Regions from separate parts of the Anas platyrhynchos genome. Here region 1 is linked to region 2. The links are chromatin contacts, called in public Hi-C maps. All regions are on one chromosome and are shown on one strand. The core of a region is the stretch at or near the end of the contact, and the rest is flanking DNA. Distances in the headings are between cores, read along the strand shown.

Region 1 (4,495 bases), core at 1,159-3,658, 500 kb after region 2:
CACTAGGACTTGTGAGTGCTGGTATCTATGCTTGGTATTAGATGATACCAAGTATTATGTTGTTGTTGTTGTCGTCATCGTCCTCGTTATTCAGCTAACAATTAATTGGAAACAGTTGTGAATAAAGTAAAACCATTAAAAGGTACAGAAAGTGCTGTGTTCATTTCTGTGTGGTGTTTGTCCTGCGCCATAGTTTCTAAAGCTGTTTCTTATTTCTCCTCTCCCTACTGTCTTTCATGAGCACAATGTAAAAGTGATAACAAAGGTTAAATATTAATATAGAGTCTCCCATGCTTCACTGTAAATGTTAGGAGGTAGCACTGTGTTTGCTTATAGTGGTTTAAAAAAACATTGTCTTCCAGCATGGAAACCAAGTGCTGATATATAAGAGGGCAGTTATGCAAAATGCTACCGCATACTACTCCTCAAAACAAAAGCAGAAATAGTCAGGAAGATTTTGCTGAGTAATATTTCAGTGAAAGAGGTGAAGAGAAACTGGAAAAGAAGCAGCAGGAAATACCAAGACACAGTTTAAAGAAGCATTGGGAACATGGCTTTGATAAAAGCCTTCATCAAGATTTATGGGCTGAGAACTAAGCTGTAGAGGAACTTTCATAATTTTTTTTATGAAAAATTAAAGAAATACCACCTATTTGAATCCTCCTGCATGCAAATGTATGGATATGGTGATTTATTTATTTTTTGTATGTGTAAAATACACAAATAAATAACATTATCGGCAAAGATAACTACTCATTTCTAGCTCTAAGTAAATAAAGCCACACCACTGAAAATTAGCTCACCTCTCAGACAAAAGGGCTAACAACATACTGTTATCTTCTAATAAATGTCGTTTTATATGGGACAAAACTCTTCTATTTTTCATTCACTGCAATCTTATGATTATTTATATGATTATTTATATCCTGCATAAAAACAGTAAAGATATCCCACGTTTTGATTATATAGGTTTACATGGCAAATATATGTTACTTCTAAAGTGCTGACCACATAAATATTTATCATACATATTTTTCTGTGCAAGAACCGCATTTAACTTCATCAATTCAATTTCATTTAAAAAGGACTAAGCCAGCATCTTAAACTGATTTCTGGCACAATGGTGAGGTGTTTTTTTTTTTTTTTTTTTCCTTACTGTCATTTTAATTCATTATATTACTGTGCTATTTTTAAAAGATCTCATTTATATTGTACATTGCAGTTCCATAGATTAACAGTTGGAAACTAAAGATTAATTTACAGGAAATGCAAAGTATCAAAGTGTAGTGACAGGAGTTATCTTAAGAGTTGTATTGTATAAAATACCACAGGATCTGTACTATGGCATACTTTTAAAGGTGAGGGCTACTGTGAAATAACATAAGTATACTGTATTATATGGTAAATTACACCTTCATTCTATTTTAACTAGTATCTAGAATGGTAAATTTTGCTTATAACTTATTAGGGGAAAATGAGTTGTTAGGAGACATCAGTAATAACACTCCATATAGAACATTACAATATTTCAGTGGCTTACATTTACAAAAGTGAACACCGTGCAGGTGAACAGCCGCTGAAATTTATCATCACCTGATGGCTGTTCAGTGGTCCGTGTGAAGGGAATTAACTTGTCTGTCCAGTTTGGAGCTGAAAACTCTCTGTATTACAGAAACTGCCACCAAACCTGGCACCTTCATTGGCAGAGGCCAAGGGTTAGGTGGTTCTTGGAGAAACATGTATTGCTGTGCTTTTAACTGCTGACAGACTAAGTGCGGGACTTCATTTGTCAGAGACAGTGGCAAAACCATTTAGAAGTTTTAAACAAAGCTCATGAAAAAAACACATCCCCCACTAGATAGTTTTAGCAAGTGCACAAAATTACCCTGTCCTAGTTTACTCGTGGATGTGGTACCAGGCACTCAATCTGTCTCTGAGAGAATTGTATTCACACGAGCAGGAGTTATGGTCTTGGGGCAGAAATTAATGAGTGAGGTTTCCTGGCCTGTGTGATACAGGAGGTCAGACAGAAAGATCATGATGGTCCCTCTGGCCTTTTAAATCTATGAATCTGTGATCAGGAAATGGAAATCAAATTGTTTTCAAAATCAAGCAATGTCTCTTTTCATTTGGTCTACATAGTGGCATGTGCATTTGACATTTTATGTTGCAGAGGTTAATATGATATTCTGCATGAGTGGGGGCACTACCCATTCCCACAGAAAGCTTTTTGTATCACAGGCTATATTGCATACACTATTTTAAGTATTCTTCCACTGTCAGCATGGTATGCAGCACTTTATCACTTGTGTAATGCAAGTTCTTGAGAAAGCAAAATAGATCCTTCAGTGCTTTGTAGACTTGCACTGGAGGAGTACATGAGTAAAGGCAATGTTATGCAGCAGCTTTTCTGTAGCTAGAGAAGTTTTAACATTCCTCTTGATGTAAGCAGGATCAGGCTCTTTCCAACACTGAAGTAAGCGATTTACACATCAGGACTATGTGTGTGTACAGAATCAGCAATTTTCCTACCATTCTCAACAGGTTTTCTGGTCATTCTGACTGTTCTGCTGGTCACAATGGGGTGGCATCAAAAAGTAATTGACAGGTTTAATTTGAAGAGGATAGCTTTTTTTTTTGATTTTGATTTTTTTTTTTTTTTTACTAAGGCTTTAATTTTTTTCAGATGAGAAAATTCCATATTAAAAAAAAAAAAAAAAAAAAAAAAAAAAAAAACACCATAATTCTGTCATTTGGATAGAAGATGGCACCATAAATACAAAGGGATAGAAGCTGGCTCTCCAAGTGAAGCATACAATTAGTTCTGAATACCTTTCTTTCAAAATTATACTGATAATTGGCAATCTTATTCACTTGAGTTTGCATTTGGCTTAATGACAGAGACTTCTATTAACTGATGCATTTTTCTTAAAGTTCATTTGCAAATAGCAGGTTTACTATTTGTGAAATGCCAGTTTTCTTTCTATTAAAAAAAAATATATTAAAGCAGTTCTAAGTGCACAATTCCAATTCCCAGCATACAGCATATGTCACCAAATTTAGGACTGGAATAGTTTTAGGAGCCAGTTCTACTTCATGAGCAGTGCAGTGAGCAGCAATACTTCACAGTTCTTTCTTAACCACCGTCTCTTGGTTCCTGCTCATTTTGCCTTGTGTCTGCTCATTTTGCCTTCTGCCACAGTGTTCTGCCGTTCTCCCTGTGTGCTGGCTGTGTCATGAAGCTGCCTGGCAAAGAGGTCAGGCTCAAAAAATGTGTATTTTATATTTATATATAATAAAATATGACACATATATTTAAAAAATAAAAAATGAGGGAAGGAGAGCACAAAGCAGTTCTAACACAGCAGAGCAAAGAATCCTGTGATCTAGTCTGAGCATCACCTCCTCCTGGACAGACCCTGGTTTAGTGAGTGACATCTGTAAGGAGATAATTTCAGCCCTTCTAGTTTTGCATGCCAAGTGTTCACCCTTCTCCACACCTCAGTAACTGTGTTGCTTTCCATTCACCCTAGTTATTCCATGGTAGTTTGCCACAAATAGATTCAGAAACTGACTGTCAGGTTGTTATTGGTGAAGTATTTTATTGCCATACATGAAAACCGTACTGACTTTCCTCCAAAATGGGAGGAAAGAGCTGAACTGTGCAGTTGATGCTACCTGTAGAGAATAAAATGTCCAGTAAGGGGGGGGGGGGGGGAAGGCTATTATCTCCCCAAGATCAGGTCAATGTTTTATGCCGGTCTGCAGAGGAGCAGGGTAATTGAGTGTTGGTCTTGGTAGAACAACATCTCCAAGGAATCCTTTTTGGTGTCAGAAGCTTGGCTTCTTTTTCCCCTCTTAGAACAAGATGCCACAGAGTAACCTTTGCAAGGTAAAGCCTATTTTAATCCTTCCCCTCGTTGACACTTCATTGCTTTATACTTGTAATGATAAACGTGATAATGAGTAATGACAACTATTCAAGGAATGTGTGAAAGCAGGTCTGAAATGTCAGAATTTTGCATGAGGAAAATGTCTCCAGCAAGGCCTCCTGCTCTGACTTTAACCTACCCCTCATTAAAACACATGCTGAATTTCCCATAAGTCAGGCCAGAGTACATTCTCTGTCTCCCCCTCTGTCCCTCTTTGCGTGCAGTTTTTTTAGATGGTGCTAAAAGGCCAAATTATGGGAATTTTCAAACTCGTTGTTCCCCATTAAAATGCCAGTTCTGGCTCTGATTCTTATTGTTTAATCCCTTGAGTGCTTTAGGACATTGAAGAGAGAATATCCATTCTCTGAAAGAGCGCTCACCCTGCGTGTATCTCTGTCCCATTGTCGCCAACAGCAGGACAGAACAAGCGGAGTGGCTTGGCTAGCAGACAAGGCTCTTTAGCAAGGTGCAGAAAACAAGCTGTATGCAATTGTGCCTCTGATGTTACATGCAATGTGCCTATTCTGTTCTCTTCCACATGGACTTTTATAATGCCCTCATTA
Region 2 (4,367 bases), core at 850-3,349:
TTCATATCAAGTATTATTGCTTAGAAAACTCTTTTCCTTATTTAAGCCTAACTACTTCAGTGTCACGATGAACGCATGAATCACGATCTGCCCAAACATGTTCTCTCCATTCTAAGTAGATTTATTTCAGAACCTTTTATTTGTGTATAAGTTATGTCCAAGGGTGCTCTGTATGTTCTATTTATAGATTACTAAAAATACTATTTTCCTTAAGTAAAATTAGTTCTTCTAGCTACCTATATTTGCATTAGTCTACTGCATCTGTTGGTACTCAAGAGCTCTCTGCTATTCCTCACAATTGCTAGCAGTCATTAAAAAAACAGAACAAAAAAACATAGCCTTTACTGTTAGTGAAATAAATCTGAAGATAACCTTAAGGCTCCACAAAAGAAAGTGCTGTGATAGAGACATCACCTGCAAGGTTAGCTGCCTTAACAGTAGCATTCCGTTGCCTTTCATCAAACTCTGCTGGCACAGAGATGACTGCCTTCGAAATGGGCATGCCAAGATGGTCTTCTGCCATTCTCTTCAATTTCAGTAGCAGCTGAGAGCCAATATGCTCTGGAGTGACATGAAAGGTTTCGTTAGTTGTCACAGAAAATTCAGCTGATCCACCATTGTTGAAAATCTAGGAGGAAAGAGCAACACAGCCCATTGGTAACGTTTATTCTTTGATTGTGAGTACTATGCAAAACCTGCAACATAAGGGGTCGGAGTATATTCAGAATACTGACAACTCCTTTGACCAGGTAAGATGTACTAAAAAAAGTTAAGACCTAGCAACTACATCATCAACTTTAATGTTATGTGACACAACAACACCTTCAGTGGTGAAAGTAATGCCTTTTTTAATCATTAAGTTTACTGATAAACCTGCCCACAAGTTCTTTGTTGCAAAAGGAAGCAAGCAGGCTGGTATTGGAACTGTTCTGAACAAGAATACAGACTGTTTGCAGTAGCTGAAATTTAGTCTCTTTACAGAAAATACTTCACCATAGCACCATCCTAAATGGATACAATATTATTATTTATTTTTTTTTTAGATAACAGCTCTCAAAATCTGTTGCTTGTCAATTTAGCACTTAGAAGTACTAGGGAAAAATGCACTGGGACAGAAAATATGTTGACTTTTAGACTTCTTTTTCCCCCTTTTTATCTCAGAGCAAAATGACGCTTCATTAAAGAACAGAACTTCATGCTGATGTTTGCACTTTAAAACAAGGGGTTGGCACGTTACCCAGGAACACATTTCGTCGTAGAGGACAGGGTCCTCTGGAAAACCACTACCAGCTCTCATGCAGCACTACGCAACATACCCTGAGAAGGGAGGAGTAAACACTGGTGGAAGTCTTGCTGTTTCCAGGCCTGCCAGATTTCGCCCAATGGCTCAGGGTCAGAGAACCTGCTCACTCGTTGGTTACTGGCGGGAGCTTTACACACACTGCTGCTTGCAGAGAAGCGATGAAGACGGCCACTTACCTTAAACGGATACCTACTGCTTTCGCTTTCCAGTTCTTCCGGAGTGAACACCTTCCCGATGAACCTCTTCGCGTCGTAGATGGTGTTCTGCGGGTCCGCGTCCGCCAGCTCCAGGCCCTCGTAGCCCACGCGCACTCCGCTGCCGGTGAAGGACACGACGCTGGGGATGCTGTGGCGCCCGCTTCCATCCGCGATCACCTTCACCCGCCCCGTGCCGGGCAGAAAGACGCCGACGGCGCAGTAGGTCGTGCCCAGATCGACGCCGATCACCTTGGGCGCGGGCGCGGGCAGGTACTGCTGCGCCAGGTACCCGGCCAGCAGCAGCGCCAGCACGGCCGAGCCTGCGGAGGGGGGGGGGGAGGAAACAACAGCGCGGGGTGAGCGGCTGCACCGCACGGCCCCGCTTAATTACTCACTACTTTATTTATTTATCGTTACCGGGTTTACCCGCAGCCCCCCGGGACACTCCCCAGCGCCCCGCACCCCCCCGTGAGGCGCCAAACCCAGCCCGTACCCAGCACCGCCATCTGCCCCGCCATCGCGGCCCGCCGCACCGCTCAGCGCCCACTGCTGACGGAGCCTTCCGGGCCGCGCTGCACGCCGGGACTTGTGGTCCGCGCGGCTCGCCCGCCCCGCCGATACACACGTGCAGGCCCGCGCGGGGGAACTACAACTCCCAGGAGGCATTGCGGCGCGCCTCATTCCGGGCCGCTGGGAGCTGCCTCTGCTCGGCGGCAGCGGAGGGGAGGAGCGGGGAGCTGGGGGGGGAGCTGGGGGGGGGCAGTCCCTTGGCTGCGACATTTGATCTTCAGCACCAGTGCTCAGGCGAAGTCCCAAAGTGCCTCATTTTTCTCCTGCATCTTTCCCATGAGATACCAGGGCCTGCTCATGGATATTCCTGCACCTACAGAAAGATGCCTGGCTTCTCATGCATCTGCAAAATAGGCAGAGACAGTCCTACAGGGCTTGTGTTTGTTTTCTGGGGCGTTACCAGAGTGTCTTCTGGATCAAGCTCTCAGTATTAATTGCATTAAAACCACCACCACCACCACCATCATTATTATTATTATTATTATTGTTAGGCTAATTTAGTCAGAAGGGGAAGGCTGTGGGTATTCTCTGCCCCTCTGACTACCTAGCAAGGAACATAAGCATGGATGGGGGGGAAACAAAGGCAGGCCTGTTTGTTTGTTTGATTGTTTCTAAAATGTTATATTTTAGCCATATCCCTGTAATGGAAGGAAAGTACTGCCTGTACCGCAGTTTTTGACATACTCACCTGAAAATGGGCAATACAAGCTCAGACCCCTACAACTCCTTTTAAAAAGCCTGTCACTGTGATAAAGGTAGCTTCCTTGCATGTGGCAGAATTAGGGCGGATGAGGCTCTGTGGAGACTTGCACTACTACAGCTGAACACTTTCTGGTATATTTGCTGATTTGGTTGTCCGTGGGGGCTCTGCTGCTGCACAGATAAATTCTTGGTGACCACGCATCTGGCCCTCAACATTACCTGCCACTGATTTGAGCAGAAGGTAGACATGTAACTACGCACCTCAGGGCCAAGTGCCTGCTTATGCTTATTAGTACATCTATTCACTCTGATAGTAAGCTTTCTAAAGCATTTCAAAAGGTTTGGGGGCATTAATTTCCTTCAAGGGGATAATGTTTTTCCCCAGTGCTTTGATAGGTGGAGGTAAACATGTTTAAATCTACAAGTAGCTTGAGGGAGAGAATTATTCTTACAATATATGAGCAGAGGTTGGCTTGACAACAGTCTCCAGTCTCCCATCAGATAGGAACAGGTATCTGCAGGAGGAAAACAAACAAACAAACAAACAAAAAAAAAAAACAACAAACTGTTACACTGGGGAGTACTGCTGAAAACATAGACCTGCGATGTGTTAAACACAGTTCAAGTATTCATTGTGAGTGGAATCAAATAAAGCTTGTTTTCATTTCTTGAATGTTTTGCATCAGCTGTATTCCTGCACCTTGAGAAAAGGGAATTGAGTTTGCAAAGCATCCTCTTTTCTGCTGTTGCACAGAACAGGGCTTCCTCTTCCTAGGGTTGACTCAGCAAGTGCTTTCTTCACTGCCTAAAATCATTCTCAAGCCAGTGTCCAAAACCAAAACACGGGGTGCTGGGGTATGATCAAAACACGGTTTGATCCCAGGAGCACAGTATGATCAAGCTGTGTGTTCCCACTGTGAAGCAGGAAAGGGAAGAGGGATTTGGATCCACTTTACAGGTAGCCAGTGTTTCCTTGAGAAAGGAGGCAAGTTATTTAAATGCTAAAATCTGAAATAACTTTTTTTTTTTTTTTTTTTTTTTTTACTTCAGTAAAAGTGGGTTCGTAGCCTTGGTGCAATCACATAAGTAAAATTACAGAAAAGCAGAGAACTTCACTGATGGCTCCTCTACCTAATTAAAACATCGATTTTCTCCTGCTGTATCTGGTTGGGAAAGGGAAGGCTTTCACCAATGTCCAGTCTCCCTGTGACAGACAGTTCAATGCCAGGCAGTTGGAAGAGAAGTATAACCTTCAATTGAGATGCAAAAGTTTCCATTTAAATTCCCGAGTATAGCTAAAAGATTTCTTGCTCCTGCTGCCCGGCTGTTGTGAAGGAGGTGTGCGGGGAATCCTTAATGAGTCAGGAACCAGCTCTCCAGCTGGAGGCACCACAAGTTGCTTAGGGCTACTCGGAGATCAATAGCCAAAAAGAGGAGTGAGACAATGGCGCCAAGCTTCCAGCAGATGTCCCTGCTATGCAATAATGCTTTTTATATTTGACAGTAACCCGCAGATTCATATAAAGCATATTAACCTTTTGCAATCGTTATCCAAATTCTTGTAAAGGCATAAGTCATGGAGATGGTGCCTCATT

The links. Hi-C and Micro-C count contacts between places; a contact is called where the count stands out from the background.
Region 1: a contact with region 2 is called in a Hi-C map of liver, with 3 times the contacts expected there. The contact joins the enhancer-like site here to the promoter of HSPA13 in region 2. A contact is called at or near these places in 4 of 8 Hi-C or Micro-C datasets (F1 follicle, liver, skeletal muscle and 1 more).

The regions. Positions count from the first base shown.
Region 1 is chr1:103,704,348-103,708,842 of IASCAAS_PekinDuck_T2T, forward strand. All of the region lies in intron 1 of LOC140001446 (a long non-coding RNA gene), which reads left to right. Among named protein-coding and RNA genes, the nearest start is that of USP25, 61 kb to the right of the region's middle. Within about 2 kb of position 2,409, at least 2 of the 8 cell types and tissues checked have an H3K27ac peak or open chromatin away from gene starts, as enhancers often do.
Region 2 is chr1:103,208,632-103,212,998 of IASCAAS_PekinDuck_T2T, forward strand. It overlaps HSPA13 (heat shock protein family A (Hsp70) member 13), which reads right to left and starts at 2,100. Exons shown (of 5, transcript XM_027449302.3): 1 at 1,994-2,100; 2 at 1,497-1,820; 3 at 415-561. The coding sequence starts at 2,018.